Regions from separate parts of the Sus scrofa genome. Here region 1 is linked to region 2. A link is a contact called in public Hi-C data. All regions are on one chromosome and are shown on one strand. The core of a region is the stretch at or near the end of the contact, and the rest is flanking DNA. Distances in the headings are between cores, read along the strand shown.

What was found. A called contact is a pair of places that touch in the nucleus more often than the background predicts.
Region 1: a contact with region 2 is called in a Hi-C map of liver, with 7 times the contacts expected there. The contact joins two enhancer-like sites. A contact is called at or near these places in 4 of 47 Hi-C or Micro-C datasets (liver and skeletal muscle).

Annotation. Positions count from the first base shown.
Region 1 is chr4:82,129,828-82,134,913 of Sscrofa11.1, forward strand. All of the region lies in intron 1 of LOC110260299 (a long non-coding RNA gene), which reads left to right. LOC106510101 (a long non-coding RNA gene) reads right to left here. Exons shown (of 3, transcript XR_002343351.1): 3 at 4,065-5,086. It also overlaps the pseudogene LOC106510108. Among named protein-coding and RNA genes, the nearest start is that of DPT, 160 kb to the right of the region's middle. Within about 2 kb of position 3,059, at least 8 of the 83 cell types and tissues checked have an H3K27ac peak or open chromatin away from gene starts, as enhancers often do. A contact at or near this core is called in liver, where this site is marked.
Region 2 is chr4:81,874,977-81,880,171 of Sscrofa11.1, forward strand. All of the region lies in intron 12 of NME7 (nucleoside diphosphate kinase 7), which reads left to right. Among named protein-coding and RNA genes, the nearest start is that of ATP1B1, 59 kb to the right of the region's middle. Within about 2 kb of position 3,290, at least 13 of the 83 cell types and tissues checked have an H3K27ac peak or open chromatin away from gene starts, as enhancers often do. A contact at or near this core is called in liver, where this site is marked.

The sequences.
Region 1 (5,086 bases), core at 1,809-4,308, 250 kb after region 2:
TAAAAAACAAAAACAAACAACTACCCAAAACCCACAAACAAAAAAATCCCACTGAATCAGATGGCGTTATTTCTTCAGATTCATTAGTTGGAAAAGAGCTGCCTCTCTTTAGGCACTGTGGGTGAGGGTCCTCCAAGCATTTATTTGTGATAATGGGTGAAGCTGGGTCACTCGACTTTAGCTGGAAAGGATCCTCCATCTACAGTTGGAATGTTCCTCTTTTGAAAATGAGAAAACTGAAGCCTGGAGTATGTTAAAACTCCCATTTTCATATCCAGTTTTATGTCTTGCCATATCCAAGTTTTTATTTTGTATTTTAGCCATGCAACATTTATTATTTTAGTCTCTGCAGTGCTCTGTGTATGTATGCTTCTACCTCGGGGCGTTTGCACATGTTATTTTTATGTCTTGAACAAATCTCTCTCTTTCTCTACCCCTCCCTCTTTATACCATTTCGTGTGTCTATAGCCTACCCCACAGTGATTGATATTATAGCACTTGTAATTTATCCATCCGTCTGTCTCCTTCACCAGACTGTGCATCTAAAGAGAAGGACCATTTCACCACTTAATAATCCCCAATGTATTCCTTTTGCTCTGCCAAGTTCTTGGTTTATTTTAAATGTTCAACAAGTACTTGTGGAATGAAAACATAAATGAAGATGTGCTAATACTTTTATTTTTAACGTTTTAATCTCCTTTGGATATTTTTGTAACCTTCAAGGGTGTAAAATCCTTATATGGTATGTAAGGGCCTAGGGTTTTTAAGCTCTCAGTCAATGATAAAATGAAACAACTAGGGCTTCTTATTAAATCTGAGCAAAGACGTAGTCATAGGCAAAGTTGCTTTTTTTATTCAACAAAGTTAACACCTCAAAGATATAATGAAAAAATGGAAGAGATTATGGAAAATGTTGGATTCCTATGGGGAGAAGGAAGATATGTCTTTGAAAGTAGCTCCAGATAAATGAAGAGAATTGAAGTCCTAGCATTGGGATAGCTAATTGGTGAGAATTACTGTAGATATGTAGAGTAATTGTCAGTTGAGGAAGACTATATAAAAGTAGGAAACATCCTACCTTGAGGGATTTAGAGCAAGGGCTGGGCACTGGTTCAGGCACCTAAGAATACCTTTTTCTCTGAGGGTACAGCCCTGGGTAATAGGCAGCCACTTACAACTGTTTTAATACTTCTGTTCTCTGTTTCCAATTGGAGTGCTCCCAAGGGCAGGGACTTCTCTAAATATCTCTGATTCTTACAAAACTGGCATAGAGCCTAGCACAGAGCAGGGTTTTAGTGAAGAAAGCTTTTGAATGAATAAGTAGAAGTTAGAAGTAGAGATAAAATAAAACATTTTAGATGTTTTGGTGTATGTATATTGTGATGACTCAGCAATGTGGGAAAAGTGGCTGGTTGCATGCAACTGGCAGTCTGGACGGTGAGTTTTTCTTCTAGCATCCAACAGGGCAGGCGATCAGTAGAATCTAGTAAAGCCTGAGCCCCAATGCCACTTCTGTTTCTGTTAACTGTATGACTTAAGTCTTCTTAACCGCCAGGATATTCATCTTTCAACAGAGCTAAACAGGAATTCTCATCATGGTGCAGTAGGTTAAAAATCTGACTGCAGCAGCTTGGGTCCCTGCAGATCAACGGGGTGATCCCTGGCTGGGAGTAGTGAGTTAAAGAATCTGGCATTGCTGCACCTGCAGTGCAGATCACAGCTGTGTGTCCCTGGCCCTGGAACTTCCATATGTTGTGGGTGCACCCATAAACAAACAAACAAACAAATAAACAAAATGAGCTTAACAATACTACTTACATCTGAGGATGGTTATAAAGAGTAGCAATGCTTAGAAGTGTATTGGTGTACAGTATGCACTCAGTAAATACTAGCGATAAAAGCAATATCCAACATTTATTAGTGCTATTATATGTGTGTATGTATGTATGTACATTATGTATATGTGTATGTATGTGTTTATATACATATGTATGTATTCATGTGTAAAGTGTGTGTGTGTGTATATATATATATATGTATATAGATATAAAATCACAGCCTCAAAACAAGACAGAGAAAGGTCCTACAAACTAATATTTATGTTTACAGATAAAGAAAGTAACAAAGAAATCTTTAACTTTTTCCCAAGCTATACAGATAGTAAGTGACAGAGCCAGGATTTGAACCTCTGAGTCTGCCATTGTAAACTCATGCTTTCTATTGCCTCCTTGCTATCAGTATTACAGATTTTAAAAGAGTATGCAATGGGAGAGAGTGGTGAGTATTTGGTTAGATGCACTGATTTCATCAGGTTTTGCATAAGGCAGTGTGGCTATCTAGCCATATTAATCAGCAAAACTTTTCCTCACTCAAGTGAGACTTTGACATCTATCTTCATGTAATCTAGAGGACCTGGGAATTCTGTTTAATTACTGAAGTTATTCCAGGAAGCCACTGAACTGAAAGTGAATAAAGTCACAAAAAAAGAGGTATAAAACTATCTAAGGCCCAGATTTACCTCACTGGTAAATCAGGGGTGGCCCCATAAATTGATGTTATGCTGCTGTGTTTATAATACTCATTTTGGGTAAATTTTATCCAAATGACAGGAAAGAATATCTTTTTTGAGTTAGGAAATTTTGTGGTAATGAAATATTGGCAAATGGAAAAGGGAGTGAAAAAGATTAAGCAACGTGAATGTCACCTGTGGGATGGCAAATATTTGTTTTAACAGGTTAAATATTAGCACCTTGAATAGAGCTATGGGTCAGTCTACTTCTGTTTCTTCTGAAAGTGGCCTACTATTGGAGTCAGCCACTTTAACTCCTAGACCCCCAATTCTCACTTAGTTAAATGGAAGCAAGAATTCTCAGCAAAGAACATTCACTATGCATGTGGAGTGAATAAATATCTGGTCAGCTTCCAGCTGGAGTTTTTTGTTACCTTTTAGTGCTGAAACTATTGGAAGAGGGCCATGTTGGCATCTCTCTGCTACCTCATTTATTTCCCAGCTACTCTCCAGAAGAAGTTACTGGGATTTGTGAGTATGTGATATGGGAGATTGAATGGGGTAGGCGAGGAAAGGTGAGGGAGGGAGGGAAGCCTGAAATGTGACCATGAGAATGCTATACAGGGCAGCTACTTTTGAGTCATGAATCCACCACCAGCCAGCATGAATTCAAGGATCTTGGTTGGGAGAAAATTTGGGCTTAGCAAAAGCTTGGGGGAGGGGAGGTTAACACTGGCCACGGGTCGAACCTAATAAACTGTATTCACCAACACACCTACCCAATGCAGACTCATGGGCTCTGCAATTCAGATCCTTAAACATTAAATCTCCCAGTAGAGATGTAGCTGGGCACGAACTCTAAGACAACTCTAAGAAAACCATGGCAATGGAAGAAGGCAATGGCAGAGAAAATACTAAATGGTGTAGGCAGCCAGAGAAGAATCTCTACAGTCCTTGAATAGCCCACTGAAAGCTGGAATGTAGCACTTCTGCCCAGAGCCCTCACAGCTCATGTGGGTCATAGTCCTGAGAATAGATGTGACTGGTCCAGAAAAAAAAAAAAAAAGCTAAATGTAGAAGGACATCATTGAACCTGTCTGATGAGTAATACTTGCCTAGTGCTTTGACGTTTTTAGAAGAAACATGAGATCAATGGGTAAATTGTTAGAACAGTACACAAAGCAGGTAGCTGGCTATCATGGTTCCAAGATAATCTCGAATCTATGCTCCTATGTAAAAAGAACAAGCAGGATCTTGAAAAGACTTTCATAATTTATTTAGAAAGAATCCTATGTTCTAAGGACTGTATTCTCTTTGTTAGAGGTGAGCAAACACTGACGTTTGAGGCCATGAGATCAGATGTAATTAATAGAATGTTAACTCATTATGTCTAACACCAAATCCCCCAGGGCCTGTGAGAAAGGAACTAAAAAGCCACTCAAGTGAGAGACTGTGGCTTATTAGCACACGGAGAAAACCACTATCATTTCTGCTCTTTGTTTTACAGTTATATAGCAATGAATAGTTCATAATACATTTTTTATTGAATTGACAGCTTTGAGTACCACAAAGTTAAAAAGAATGGATATTAATATCCTCATCTGTAGGAAAAGAAACTGGGACTCAGGCTCAAATGCTCAAAATGAAAGCTTCACCTCCTCTTTTCCCTCCAAGTCTAGCCTCATCCTCTCATGTTATGATTGCTTCAAACTCTAGATAAAGTGAAATAAACAGACTGACCCCCAACAGGGTCTACGCAAGTTACATGCAGGGTGTCTCCTGATAGGGTCCCTGCTAGTTCAGGGTTTACCCTAAAAAGGAGACACACAGGTAGTCACATTACTGGGTTTTATGGCATGTAGAAGATTGGTGATTGTATGATAACCAACAAGAGTTGAGCAGTTACCAGCACAGTAAGAAGACTATGCTAAGAACTTTTCCTGTATTATCCTCACAATAACCTCTGAAATCAGTATTATTATAACTCATTTTACAGGCTACTGAGACAAGTATGAAGTAGCTTTCCTCAAGTCATTCAGTAAGGGTAAACCCACATAGATTTTTACTTGTAGGCTTAGTAATTAATACTTTGTCTTTGACTTTGGTATCTATGCCATTCCTGAGTCTAAATGAAGTTAGAAGAACAATGAATTTGGTAGAAAAGAACACAAACTCAGGGTCAGGAGATGTGAGTTCTAGTCTCACCTCTGCTACTGATGAGCTGTACATCTAAGCCTCACTTCCCTCATCTGCAAAATGAAAGTTTGGTCCTATGTAATTTCCACGGTTCCTCACAAATCTAATAATGGGATGTATTTGACTAAAGACTGTGCCATATTAGCTTCTCAAAGTTCTCATTTCCTAAACTACAGTCTGAAGGTATTCTCTGGGCTTCTGAACTCAGGTATGCTACACTAACTATCTTAGAAAATCCAAACTTGTAAGAAATGTTTTATTGAGTTCTTGAGCTCTGCAAAACTCCTAGGAATGTTGATAACTCATCTTTTCAGGCTCCTGCCTTGGGCTTGCATTGACTGTGACATCCAGTGTCCAATGACTCCTCATGTTTATTCTGAG
Region 2 (5,195 bases), core at 2,040-4,539:
ATTTTTTTAGTAATAAGTATCCAAGTGGAATGATTTGCTCTTTTGCTCTTAAATTTGTTACTCTTAGCCTTTTTCTTATAGAGCACAAAACTACTTGTCATGGGCTTAAAATATTTTGTAATAAATGAAGATGGTTAAGAATTATGAAGGGACCCAAAGTCACAAACTAGAAGTTAAAAAACTGACTCATTCCATAATTATATAACCTAGATTTGATAAGATTATAATCCTCTAGCAATCAAAATGTGTAACTAAAATAGTACCCTCTCTGAGTTAAATATTATTTAAAACTAATAAATAAATATGCTCACTGGTACTCTTATTTTCTGTAATCCTAGAGTTGAAAGAACTTTCAGAATAGCATTAATATAATGTCTAACTATGTGTACAGGTGTCTTGTGAAAGAAAAGAAAGATGCCAAGCCCAGCACTGATGGGGGTACATGGCTTTGATCCCGATCTCAAGTAAGGGAGACACAGCACCCTTTTTAACCAGAGATATTTGAGTCTCTCTCATAAGCCAATAATTCAAGAGGCAAGTGTCAGTTGAAAGGAAAGGAGCTTTAATCATAAAAGCCGGCAATCTGGAGAGAAGGTGGACTTGTGTCCAGAAATCAATTCTGAAGATTCTACTCAGCCATGACAGTTTTTAAAGAGAAAAATGGTGGTGCTGTAGGGGGTGGAGGTGGGGGATCAGTGAATCATCAAGGCAGGAGGTTGGGTTCTGCATCATCCTCCATTGCATGCAGACTGGCAGACTCTTTCTGCAGATATTATCTTGCCTGCGTGATTATCCTCCCTGGAGGACTCTAGGGGGGGCTCTTGGAGGTAGAGAGTTAGTCATTTTCTAACTGCTTAATTCTTCACTCATTTCTTTTTAATCTAAGAAAAGAATGAGCAGGTTAGACAAGGCATGGTGTGCATTCAGGAGAGCCCAAGCCAGGAGTTAGGTTAAACTGCTTAGTGATCTCATTCCTATAATTAGATTTTTTCAAGGTTAGAGGGGAACAGAAATGAGCAAACAGAAAAGGGGCAAAAGAGCTGCTTTCATCACTAGCACATCCGATATCGCATTCACACCAGTACCTCCAAAGGCTGCGTGGTCCCTTCATTTCCCTTACTCTGAAAGAATGACAAGGAAAGTATAACCATTCATTCACTGTCCTTTGTTCTCTGCAGTTTGACCCTGAACTTTTGTCTTTGGTCTGCATGCTGCTTCATTTTTTAGCACGTTAACTAAGCATGATCTCAGTTAATAAGTAACTCTCAGGTGACTAATTGCAGAGTCCTTAAAGAGGAGCCTAGAAAGGATCCTAAAACATTGTTGACCTAATCAAATTCATCCTCTTTTTCATTCATAAAATTTTACTACTGTTCCCACTTTGGTATCAGGGAAAAAGTTGCTAAATGCACTACTGTTCTTCACCCATTAGATAGTTATGGACAAGAGAGAAAGCAGAGGAATAATCTAACAAAGGAAAATATTAGGGGTAATGTTTTAAAGAACAAATGTATTGAGGTTTTCCAGGTTATGTAAAGTTTCTAAAGAAACTTGGAAGGACTCTAATCCTCAAATGTCATATACCTCCACTACCACATATATGCTAATTTTGTGTAAGAAATTCTCTGTGATAATTCTGCAATTTTCTGTGAAAGAAATGATAATGATAGTTATTTCCTGTTCTCCTTTAACCTGAACAGTCTTTTGCCCAGAAAAGTAGCAACTAGACAACATCTTGAATGTAATCTTGCCCACAGCAAAGTCACATATTCTTTTCTTGCTGCAGATACAGATGAAATCCAAACTACTATAGTTACTTTTTAAAAACCTCTTATGTTAGGCAGATGTTTATGTCATATAGTTAAGAACATAATACAGTCGTGTTTGTGGCTAAGTTTAAAAGGTTGCTGTGTTAAATTTATTTGTATTAATTCCTTTGTGTCATCTGCTTGTTAATTTTAAATTTTTATGTTTTCATATGGTGGCAATACTAATTAGCTTTAGGGGATACTTAACTATGTGCCAAGCACTGTTCCAAGTATGTTACATGCATTAACTTATGTATCTCTCAACGAAGTAAATATTATTACCCCAATTTGCAGATGAGGAAATGAAGCACAGAAGCATTAAGAAATTTTCCCAAAGTCTTACAGCCGAAACATGGAATGGAGATTAAACTCAGGCAGTCTGGGTCCAGAATTTACATGTTCTAACCTCATCACCTTTATATTATAATCTTAAATGTAACAAATTATTTCTCTAGAGTTCACAATGGAATGGTGGGTGAGAGTAGAAAATTAAACTTAGGAAAAGAATAGTTGTCCTTCATCAATAATTAGGATGATTAGAATTTACTTTTGTTTCATATGCATTAACTTATTATATTTTTATTCATGAACTTGCCCCACTCAGTTTTAGATGACAAATATAAAATTATTTGTTCCTCAAAGAACTCACAACCAGTAGGCTGCTTATATTGTCATCAGGGCTTTGGCTAAATGCCTGGTGAGTTAATACGTAATTATTGATAAGCACGTTTGTTTTTGCTTAATTATACAGAATGCCTAATGTAGGTGCCCCCAAATCACTGCAGCATCCAAATTCCTATCTCACAATGTAAATACAGTCCAGGAAGTGTGCCTTAGAAAATGTAGCCAATTCTTTGAAAAACCACGGATTTGTTTATTATTTGAGAAAAATGTTCATCATTGAGTTTCTTTTTCTCCCAATAATATTAAATCGTCTTTCTCCACCTCCTTCTTCCCTCTTCTCCCTATCTCAATCATACTCTCATATTTCACCACATTTTAGTTCATATCATTTATATTATGTACCGTGTACCTGCAACTGTACTGAGCAACATTTTCATTTCTAAGTGTTTTAAACATTCTTTTTTCCTACATAATCCAATTTTTAAAAATTTAAATTCAGCATAGATTATGGCTTCCATCTTTCTTGTAGGCATACTCTTGTTTGATGATTTTCCATCTTTTTAACTTCTCCAGTCGTTCTGTATCCAGATCGCAGTCTCCTCTGTCAATGATATCTTTCATTCCCACAAGGGTTTGAGTAGGGTGGGGGCTGGAATGAGGCTGAAAGAAGTCAGCTTATCCACTCTCAGCGGGGATATGGGGGTTGTTCAAAGATTGTTCTTCCATGGAAGCATCTGATTATGCTTCTGTCCCTTGCCTCCATCCCTAACTGTGCTGCAATAACTGACCTATGACAGCTAATGAATCTGGCATAAGAGAGAAGTTCCAAAGTCAGTGAAACAGAAATGTGTGAATTGACCATTTCATTGGATCCTTCCCAGTCACATTCTGCATTATGCTTATGATCTATTGTGTCAGGACTGGTAATCCTTCCAGTGATAACTACTGGTCCCCTTTGGTATCAACTGTAGAGTTACAAATAACTTTCAACACAACATTGTAAAGCAACTATATTCCAAAAAAATGAAGTAAAATAATAAAAAAATACCTTAATATGCTGGGTAAATGAATAACAACTGCAGGTTAAAACAACAAAAAAAAATTTTTTTTGCTTGGAATATCAGTGTACATAACTTTCTGTACAAAGTCCTCTTCTTCGCTTGTTACACATTAACTTTTGGGTTTCTGTACAGTCACCATCTGAGAGCTAAAACTGTTGCTTACTATTCATGGGGCAATGATAATTGTAAAACATTGTACAGCAGTAGCCTATAGCTTGGTATTAAACCTTTCCATGAGGGCATCGTAATGCTGCATATTCTGAGTATTGCCTTCAGACTACTTTAATAAATAATCCATTGTTCTATCAGTTGTATGATGGTAGACAACCATACTGACATGATAGACTGGATTTGTTTTTAATTTGGGTAAAATAACTTTCTTATGTCTTCTGTGTTTAATAGCCTTTGTTGATGATCATACATTGTAGATATTCAACTTATTTGCTGGTATTACAGTTTGTCATCTCAGTTGAGGGATATTATCTATGGATTCTCTTAGCTCTTCTGCCATTGTTAATTTGGTTCTTCAACAGTTCAGGTTAACTTATGTTTATTGAAGCCCTGTTTGTGTCATTCACTCTTCCAAAAACTGGGGGAAGGGGTGTGTAGGGAGGATTAATATATGGTCCCTACACTCAAAGAATTAAGCAATCTCTAGGAAGGGCTACAATTTGGATGTTAGGAAGTGAATGCTGGAGGGCTGAAGTTCCTTGGGTGTCATTGGATCCACTGTGTGGAACCCATGTCCCAGCATGGGCTTCAGGTGAGGCTTCTGGAAGATGGATGCTCTGGTCCAAGTATCAGAAAGTAGGTTAAAAACAAAAAAGAATAGTATTCCAGAAAGGGAAATGGTGTGTTTCCTGGAAAACCATAAAGAATTGGAAATATTAGAGTTTAAAATATATTAGAGAGGGAGTTCCCATCGTGGCGCAGTGGTTAATGAATCCGACTAGGAACCATGAGGTTGCGGGTTCGATCCCTGGCCTTGCTCAGTGGGTCAAGGTTCCGGCATTGCCGTGAGCTGTGGTGTAGGTCGCAGACGCGGCTCGGATCCTGCGTTGCTGTGGCTCGCGTAGGCTGGCTACAGCTCTGATTCGACCCCTAGCCCGGGACCTCCATATGCCTTGGGAGTGGCCCAAGAAATGGCAAAAAAGACAAAAAAAAATAAAATAAAATAAAATAAAAAAATAAAATATATTAGAGAATGGGAGATGAGCTTGGAAAGGTAGCTGAGGATCAAGTGATTGTTTTATGCCATGTTTAGGAGACTTAAATTTATTTGAAGCCTTATCCCATGGACTCACCACCTGAGATTGTTTGCAAAATGTTGTGAATATATTTGTTGTTTGTTGTTGTTGTTTGGGTTGTTTGATATTATTATATTTTACTTTTTTTAATTTTTTAAAATTGTAGTCGATTTACAATATTCTGTCAATTTCTGAGGTACAGCAAAGTGAACCAGTCATACATATATATATTTATATACACACTCTTATTCTCATATTATCTTCCATCATGTTATATTACAAGAGATTGGATATAGTTCCTTCTGCTATACAGTAGGACCTCATTGCTCATCTATTCTAAATGTAATAGTTTGCATCTATTAACCCCCAATTCCCAGTCCATAACCCTCCCTTCCACTTCCCCTTGGCAAGCACAATCCTGCTCTCCATGTCTGTGAGACTGTTTCTGTTCTGCA